2 separate regions of the Bombyx mori genome follow, and region 1 is linked to region 2. A link is a contact called in public Hi-C data. All regions are on one chromosome and are shown on one strand. The core of a region is the stretch at or near the end of the contact, and the rest is flanking DNA. Distances in the headings are between cores, read along the strand shown. Region 1 holds the start of LOC101736413 (cAMP-dependent protein kinase catalytic subunit 3). Region 2 overlaps LOC101736413 (cAMP-dependent protein kinase catalytic subunit 3).

Region 1 (4,067 bases), core at 844-3,343, 41 kb after region 2:
ACTTCAGAAGGATTAATGAGTTTATTTACCCCGCCAATGTTCTAGAACCAAATCGATGTAATTTACTCATATAAACAAAGATATACAGACTAAATTTGAGCCCGAATTGGTTGATACTTCATGCCGTGAAAAAAGCACGCGTCTCTATCAGAATGGCGAACCACTGATGGATAACCGTTGTCGTAATGAATGCTTATGGACTCTGGTAACCGCTCAACGTCACATATATATGCACATATGTGCAGGATGAGCTCGCTTGGCTCGAGGACATTCTCATTAATAACAATTAAAAAAAGTAATTTTGGTCAATTCAGATTCTTTCATTAGGTACTTATAATTTTCTTTAATAATTAAATTCTGGACTAATTGAATTCAACAGATTATTCAATGTTGATATATGAGATTTCCGGAAGAAATACGGTAAGTACCATATATTATACGTTAGTGAATATTTTATTTATTTTGCTCAATGCAGTGGTTAATTCGAATACATCCACACACAAACTTCTTGCTTAAAATTATAAACGATGATAATTTATTCCGGAAGATTGTTAGTCATCGTGATGTGGGCAGCCGAACGATGATTCACTTACTCATTTCATAAATTTTCATTTTTAATAATATAGATTGTTTTATTTAAAAAAAAAACGTTACATCTATACTAATATATAAGTCTAGTGGTTTTCACGGATGTACCGTTATAATTACTGAACCATGCATCCGATTGACTTGAAACTGGGTATCGATGTAGAAAATACATGTACTTAATGGATAGGCTAATATAATTTATATAAGTGTTGGACTCCCTAATAATAATGACAATAAATAATAATGTTAATTTTAAATGCCCAGCGAAGCGGGCGAATACGAGTGAGAAAGTTATTCTAAGAATTTCTTCATGTTTTTGCTACGTTTGTATAATTAGTAAAAAAAATATTTTATTACAATGTCACGATGGAGTTGAATTCCTAAAACTTCAGATTCAATCCTGAAAATGATAATTTCGATATAAATATTCAAATATTACTATTTACTTATATGTATTAATATCATAATATAATTATATACGTCTAGTTGATTTCGGTTTAAAATTATTAAGGGGATTCGGCTCAATAAATGAAGATTCAAAAAGTGTGATAGATAACATTTGAACTCCAAAATAGTAACTGCTACCTAAAGAATCGCGAAATTACATTACAAATTTAATTATTTCGGGGAAAAATATTTTAACGTAAAAATTATAGTATTTTTAGTATGTACTGTATTCTAGGTCCCATATTTAGTCTCTATAAAAGAAATGTAAACACGTATTTACAAATAAAATTACATATACTTGACTGATTCACCAAAATGATGAAACCAAACCCTTTTCACCAGTCCAACCATCCAGCCTCAGAAGATTACAAATTAATACGAAAATACGGGTTGATAAGTTAGAATTATAATTTATCGGCTTATGAGTTAAAAGATGGGTACCCATCTCGCTAAATCTGACATTTAAATAAAAGTAACTAAATATGTATACATACCAATTGTTTTTAATATTTGTAAGTCTTCTAGTTCATATTCTTTTTCTTCTTCGGTGTACTCTGATTCCGTGGTGGTGGAATCTTGCTCTTCTGTCGAAGAGGCGACAGAAAGGGACCGCACGTCCGAACTCAACTCTGAACTGCAGTCCCGTAAAATTTTCGCACTTGCCATCATCATTTTATTTACACAAAACTAAACAAGCTACAGAAAGACGAGCTTAAAATTCAAGACTTTTTTTTTTAAAGTCTAGGTATAAACAATTTTTAAAAGTTCATTTTGATCATAACATTTATTATAGATAAACTAAAATTTAAATAATGTTAATTTAGCACACGAATTTTTATGACAATTTTAATTATTGTATTAATTGTTTTAAATATACGCGAACGCGAACTTTATGGATAACCCGACATCCGCTCTACAACACGGCAAAATACACACTGGCGCGAGTAGAGAGCTACTGTATCTAAGCGACTACAGAGCTGTGACGTCTGTTGACGCGACTGGCGAGTCAGTGACAAGTGTGAGCGACCAGCGATTGCGCCCAAAGCGTTCACTGTGATTAAACCGCGTCGGTCGTATGAGACACTCGCGGAAAATAAATGCTGACAAGATCATATTTTTTCTCGTTTTCACACGCTCCTAACCCTCATGAATTAATGTAAAAATTATAAGATTACTCGTGATTTTGTAGACTACTTGGATGTAACTATACTGAGATCTTAGAACTTATATCTCAAGGTGGGTGGCGCATTTACGTTGTGGATATCTATGGGCTCCAGTAACCACTTAACACCAGGTGGGCTGTGAGCTCGTCCACTCATCTAAGCAATAAAAAATAAATAAAAAGAATAAAACATACGCCAATGACAAAGTATTTTTATCTAAGTTGTAATTTGAGTGTGTATCTGTTAATTCAAACGATGATACAGAAAGCACAAATACAATTAAATAAAACACTTAAATCAATATATATATTTTTATTTTAACAACAAGCACATCATTTTATTTAAACAAGAGATAAAAGACGTTGAATAATTAATATCACTTTTGATTTGAAATCCGATATAGTCATATGCGTTACAGGGTGCACATTATAGTAATAATTTTAAATATAACTTAATAAAAACATACAGAGTAACAGACTAACTATGGCCGACTAATAATTACACGTAGTACATATTATACACTATATATGATACAATAATTGTAATATTACTACAGCTCAAAACAAGATAAGTTTAAGAGAGCGACCTTTTTACCGACTTTTTTTATTTGAGAAAGTAATCGCTCAGTAACTTCAATTGTTCGAACAAAAAACCTCGTTTGTATTAACTTGTCAAATTTTAAAACATTAAATAAGTTCATTAAAAATGTTGTTAACATTCTTGTTAATGATACATTCATTATCTACTTTAGTAAAACGGAAAGTGAATCATAAAAGTAAAAGTAAACTTATTACCACAACGACCGGCGCTTATTAATTTTTTTCTTAAATAATCAATATAAGTACATCGTACGAATATTCTTTTATGGCAACACTAGAAACTACAATAGCGTTGTGATGCAAAATCTAATATACAATACAAATTATTTTTGAACATATTTTACTACTTTTCAGATTCGATTTTATTGCTAAAAATTAAATCATTCAGTATGATCACTGCACTATACGTACTAAAATTATATTTTTGGATGCTTATTTAAATAAAATCTTGATTTGATTTTACATTATCTATTCAAGTTTTGATCAAACAATTTTATTGACCAATGCCAACCCTTTATTTGATAGAAATTTATAATATGTGATAGTTTATCTGCTATATAAATTTATTCCTAGGTACTAGAGGAAAATTCAAACATTTTTTTGTTTATTCAAGAAGGCAGTAAAAATTAAAGCAAAACATTTAAAGATTGTATTCACATTAGATTATTCTGATTTTCAAGTATACATAGCACAAATTTAAGGTGGGTCTGTTTCATAACTATACATTTCGTAACATTACGGTACATTATAATATAATATTATTATTTCCGTTACGCGTATAAGTAGCTAGCATTGTATATAATTTTGTTTACATAGCTTTTGTTACATGCTTACATGTTGTTTTAAATAGCTTGATAGCCAAACATTTTCTTTTGTTTTTTATTTATTTAACAATGCTTTTGGAAGATTATTTGTAGTCCATCAAACCTCAAATTAGTTAATTATCATTATCTTTAGACGGCAGATGCGAAAAAAGACACCTTTAGATATATTTGTTCAAATTTTTTTTTAAATGTTTCTTGACATGTTTTGAGTAAAATAGTTGATGTTTAAAAAACGATAATATATGAAAGAACAATAACTAGAAATTCATTTTTTTGCCTATAAAGTTCTTTCGAGACTTCGCTTTTTTTTAAATGAATCCATGTACCTATTTAAATTACTCAATATCGCATTATTATTTTTTGTTATTTATTGCATTTCGCGTCTTATACAAAGTCGTCTTGTTCAGATTGTATAGCCAGTTTTGTGACAAGCGTAATAATTCTTT
Region 2 (4,114 bases), core at 1,175-3,674:
AAAACTTGTAATAAATTAGCTGTAATATACTCGCTTCTTTTTATATTTTGCCTTACACTAATCTAAGCTTTAAGTTTTCGATGTGTTAATAAATACTTCGTTTTATCGTCCAGGATTCGGCGCCATAAAGGACAATTGAGAAGACCGATGTGCGTACCAGCTATTTATGTACCATCAGCATAGCTAATAAATACTATTCATCAAATACCCTTGTCCAGTTCACGGGTAACAACGAACTTGAACGTAATCAAGAAAACAAGTGAATAAGAAATATAATAAAATGTATAATGCAACGTTTATATTCTATATAATCTATACTAATGTTATAAAGAGGAAAGATTTGTTTGTTTGTTTGTATTGAATAGGCTCCGAAACAACTGAACCGATTTGAAAAATTCTTTCACTGTTTGGAAGCTACACTATTCCCGAGTGACATAGGCTATAATCTTTTTTGAAAAAATTAGGGATCCTTACTAGAACTCCAATAATGTAACCCAAGGTGTAAAAAAATACCTAAAATATTCTTTAAATCGCGTGCCCTGCGAAAACTATTAATGATAGAATAAAATAATGTACTACGACTTTGTAGAACCCATTATTATACACAAAAAGTGCCGCGACAGCATATGTTTAACTATTATAGTTATACCGCAATAAGTGTTCTTTTATTTAAAAAACAAAACAACGTTGAAATTTTTGTTAAAGACCCGAGCGGAGCCGGGGCAGGGCGCTAGTTTCAAATAATTTGATGATCGCTTACTATCCTTAACTAAATGCTGGAAAAAAGTTGATTAATGAAGATGAGTTATCAAACCGCGCTAAATTTGTAATTCGGAAAGAATGAAATACGTTGCATTTTTTCGGGTTAAAGCTTGTGTCATTCTCTGATCCATAAACAACCAATCAATCTGTAGATCCTTTGGTACGTAACATTAAAAACCAGTACATACACTGTTGTTACTGTATTATTATGGCAGATATACTCAAGAGTTGACTGTACCATGCCATTTACTATATTAAATTACCAATGTTCATCTATGTAGAATAGGGATCGCAGAGCATAAAATAAAATTGAAACTGTTCCAAAATCTTCTGTTAAAATAATAAAATAAAAAAAATTAACACTTTTATAACGCCTTACTAATTTTTTAACCGTCTTCGCCATCTCCCTTTTTCTCTGTCATTCTCTTTTCCCTTTCTTTCCGTTTTCTCTCACTCACATCTTAACGATCCATTCCACACTCTTTTCATATGTTTCGTTCTCACCAATCAATCCTACATATGTTAATCCAGGTTATATAAACTTTGTGTGAAACTGCATCCAAATACAGATCTTGCAAATCTTGCAAGATTTTTGTGTTTGGATAACAAATATCCCAACGTACAAACTTTTGCATTTACAATTATAGTATAGTATAATACTTAGTTCATATATGTTTGCTTTATTTCAAACCGGATTAGATTTAAAATCAACAATACTTGAATGATTTTATTTAAATTTATTCAAACGACTATAATTTAACGAAATTTTACGAATACGAAAAATTGTATCCGAACAGACATATAATATCTAGATCTATAGTCCAGAGAAAGTGTTCCTTTGTCGGTTTCTAGCTTTCAGCTTTAATCATTGGTATATTTTAATATTTAAATTATTCGTGACCTTGCTACAAAGATCCATAAATGAGATTGTTTTTTTCTTATTCTAAATTAGAATGCCTAAACTTATTAACTTATGAATATTCTGAATTATACTAAAATAAATTGTAAAACGTTCGACTCGAAGACAAAAAAAAACCACTTCAAATACCAAAAAGAAAACGTTTTGTTGAACATTTAATGTGTTTTGTGAAAATTATGATGTCGAAATTTCACTTTCGCAATAATTTTCACTCTATACTATCCTCTATACACTATGAACTAATTACACAATTGTTTAATAGGTAACATAACGCACATACGATGCTATAACATCACTTATCCAAATTATGTAATTTTTCAGGAGAAGCGTTGAAATTTCAACATCTTAATACAATTATTATAGCTCTTCTCGATTAAAGAAATAAAATGATAATATTTAAACAGCAACTTTAAACGTTATTATTAAAAACAAACATCTCACTAATAACTATAAAAAAATAATGGACTTTCTCAAACTCAGTTCCGTTTTAACGAGAATCGCATAAGTGACAATTATAGCTCTGTATGCGCGATATATACAATCTAAAGTTATATACACAGATCTAGAAACCAAGGCATCAAGTAAATATTTCCAGTACGGCCATATCGTACGTTGCGCAATGCTCTAAACAGAAACTGTCCGTGTGCAGGAGATTAGAGAAATCACGTTTATTTTTACATTTCTAAAGTCAATGCCAGCTGTAGTTTGAGCGTCACCGCACTATATTATTAGTGTTGGCGATGTTCACGCGCAAGAGTCCTGTGCGCTGTCTGTAACTCCACGCCAGACATGAGTTACAACTAGACTAGAATAGACACTATTTTTTATAGGCTCTGAGGTAAATGCCCTTTGGGCTCGGTTGTACATTAAATAAATTTAAGTAAATTTTAACATTCGGGTAACTGATCGTACTATATCGTGACATACTCGTAGTATCCATTTTTATGACATAGTAATTTTTGTCATGAACGTAAGAACGCATCATTTTATTTTATTTTACATAAAACATATTATGTTTCTTACTGTAGTGTTCGTCGATTATACATTGAAAATATAGAATTAAAAAAAATCATTTCATCAGTTGTTTGAAATGTGGGTAGTTATCGATTTAAACACACACTTTCACCATAAAAATAAACCTCCCTGTTAATATTATGAAATGTTTTACGGACTGTAAGTTATCTCAGCGCTTGCAGCTTGCTGTACTCTCTAAAAATATCATACAGCATAATCAAACGAAGATCGGATTGGACGACGACCAGATTTCGGCATTGATTAATTCAAAAACGTCTTTTTGAAGCACACCTATGTCGTTCGACATTTATACATTAAGTGAAATCCTGCTGAAAGGACGAATAAGAAACACGGTATTGTTAAACGCTTCGTCAAGAATCGAATCATGAGATATTTTGGCTGAAGATTATTCATTTAATAATATCCCACGTCACTGACACCGCATAATGCCAACGTTAAGCATAATTTAGTTAGAGTACTACTAACTAATTGAGAACTTTTTAGAATAAACTCGGTCATTCTGCTTATTAAAAGGTTATTCAATATTAAAACTTTTCTCGACAATTCTTTTTTCTGTACCCTCCTTTTTCGTATAAAACAAATTTGATTTTACTCCACTAGACATGTTTAAATTATCTTTTCCAAGACCGTTTGTTTTGCTTTCTGACACACGACTTCTTCCAATCCTTTCCTTCCTACTAGACAACTTCCTTACTTCTTCAATTAGTTCTATAATTACTTCATGACTTCATAATTTATACTGTTATGTAAACAATGTTTAATTATTAAATAGCCGTTTCAAACACCGTTACAATGTATCACCTTATTACTGAAAAGGGGTTTCGTATGTATTGTGTCTATTAGTTATATTATAAGTATTGTATAGTATTTTATATAAAAAGCCGTGGATAAAATCTTACTGTTTAAATACAAAAAACCAAGTAAAATAATTATTTAATTCATCTGCGCACTTGCTCTGTAAGATGTCTCCAAAATGATTGTGAATGTATAAAAATGAAAAGAGACAATGACAAAGAATAAAAATTCAGTACTTCAAAAATATTTAATCGATATAGCTCATATTATACGATCATGGTAAGGAAATGTAAAGCGTTTTAAATCAAACAGAGCATTCACATATTAATCGGCGTAAAGTACAAGTCGAATTGCTGCCGGAAGCAGAGATTAACTATAGTGTTGATGATTCTTGGCACGATAATGATAAAGAAATAGCAATCGAAAGATTAAATTTGACTAATAAAGTACCGGTTGAAACACGGGGCTATTGGTCTCCCACAAGCACGGAGCTTGTAGAATAAAGCCCCTATCCGTAACGATAGGATTTTTTAACGCTTACGGTCTCGCAAATCAACGTGATCAGGTTTCTGACTTTTTGCGTGACCACCAAATTGATATCTT

The links. Hi-C and Micro-C count contacts between places; a contact is called where the count stands out from the background.
Region 1: a Hi-C map of midgut shows a contact between it and region 2, with 2.2 times the contacts expected there. The contact joins the promoter of LOC101736413 here to the enhancer-like site in region 2. A contact is called at or near these places in 5 of 7 Hi-C or Micro-C datasets (middle silk gland, midgut and whole pupa).

What each region holds. Positions count from the first base shown.
Region 1 is chr4:7,446,095-7,450,161 of ASM3026992v2, forward strand. It overlaps LOC101736413 (cAMP-dependent protein kinase catalytic subunit 3), which reads right to left and starts at 2,094. Exons shown (of 7, transcript XM_004929194.5): 1 at 1,530-2,094. The coding sequence starts at 1,707. It overlaps LOC101743413, which reads right to left. Exons shown (of 26, transcript XM_012692945.4): 26 at 2,496-4,067.
Region 2 is chr4:7,404,522-7,408,635 of ASM3026992v2, forward strand. All of the region lies in intron 3 of LOC101736413 (cAMP-dependent protein kinase catalytic subunit 3), which reads right to left. Among protein-coding and RNA genes, the nearest start is that of LOC110385703, 11 kb to the right of the region's middle. Within about 2 kb of position 2,425, at least 2 of the 8 cell types and tissues checked have open chromatin away from gene starts, as enhancers often do.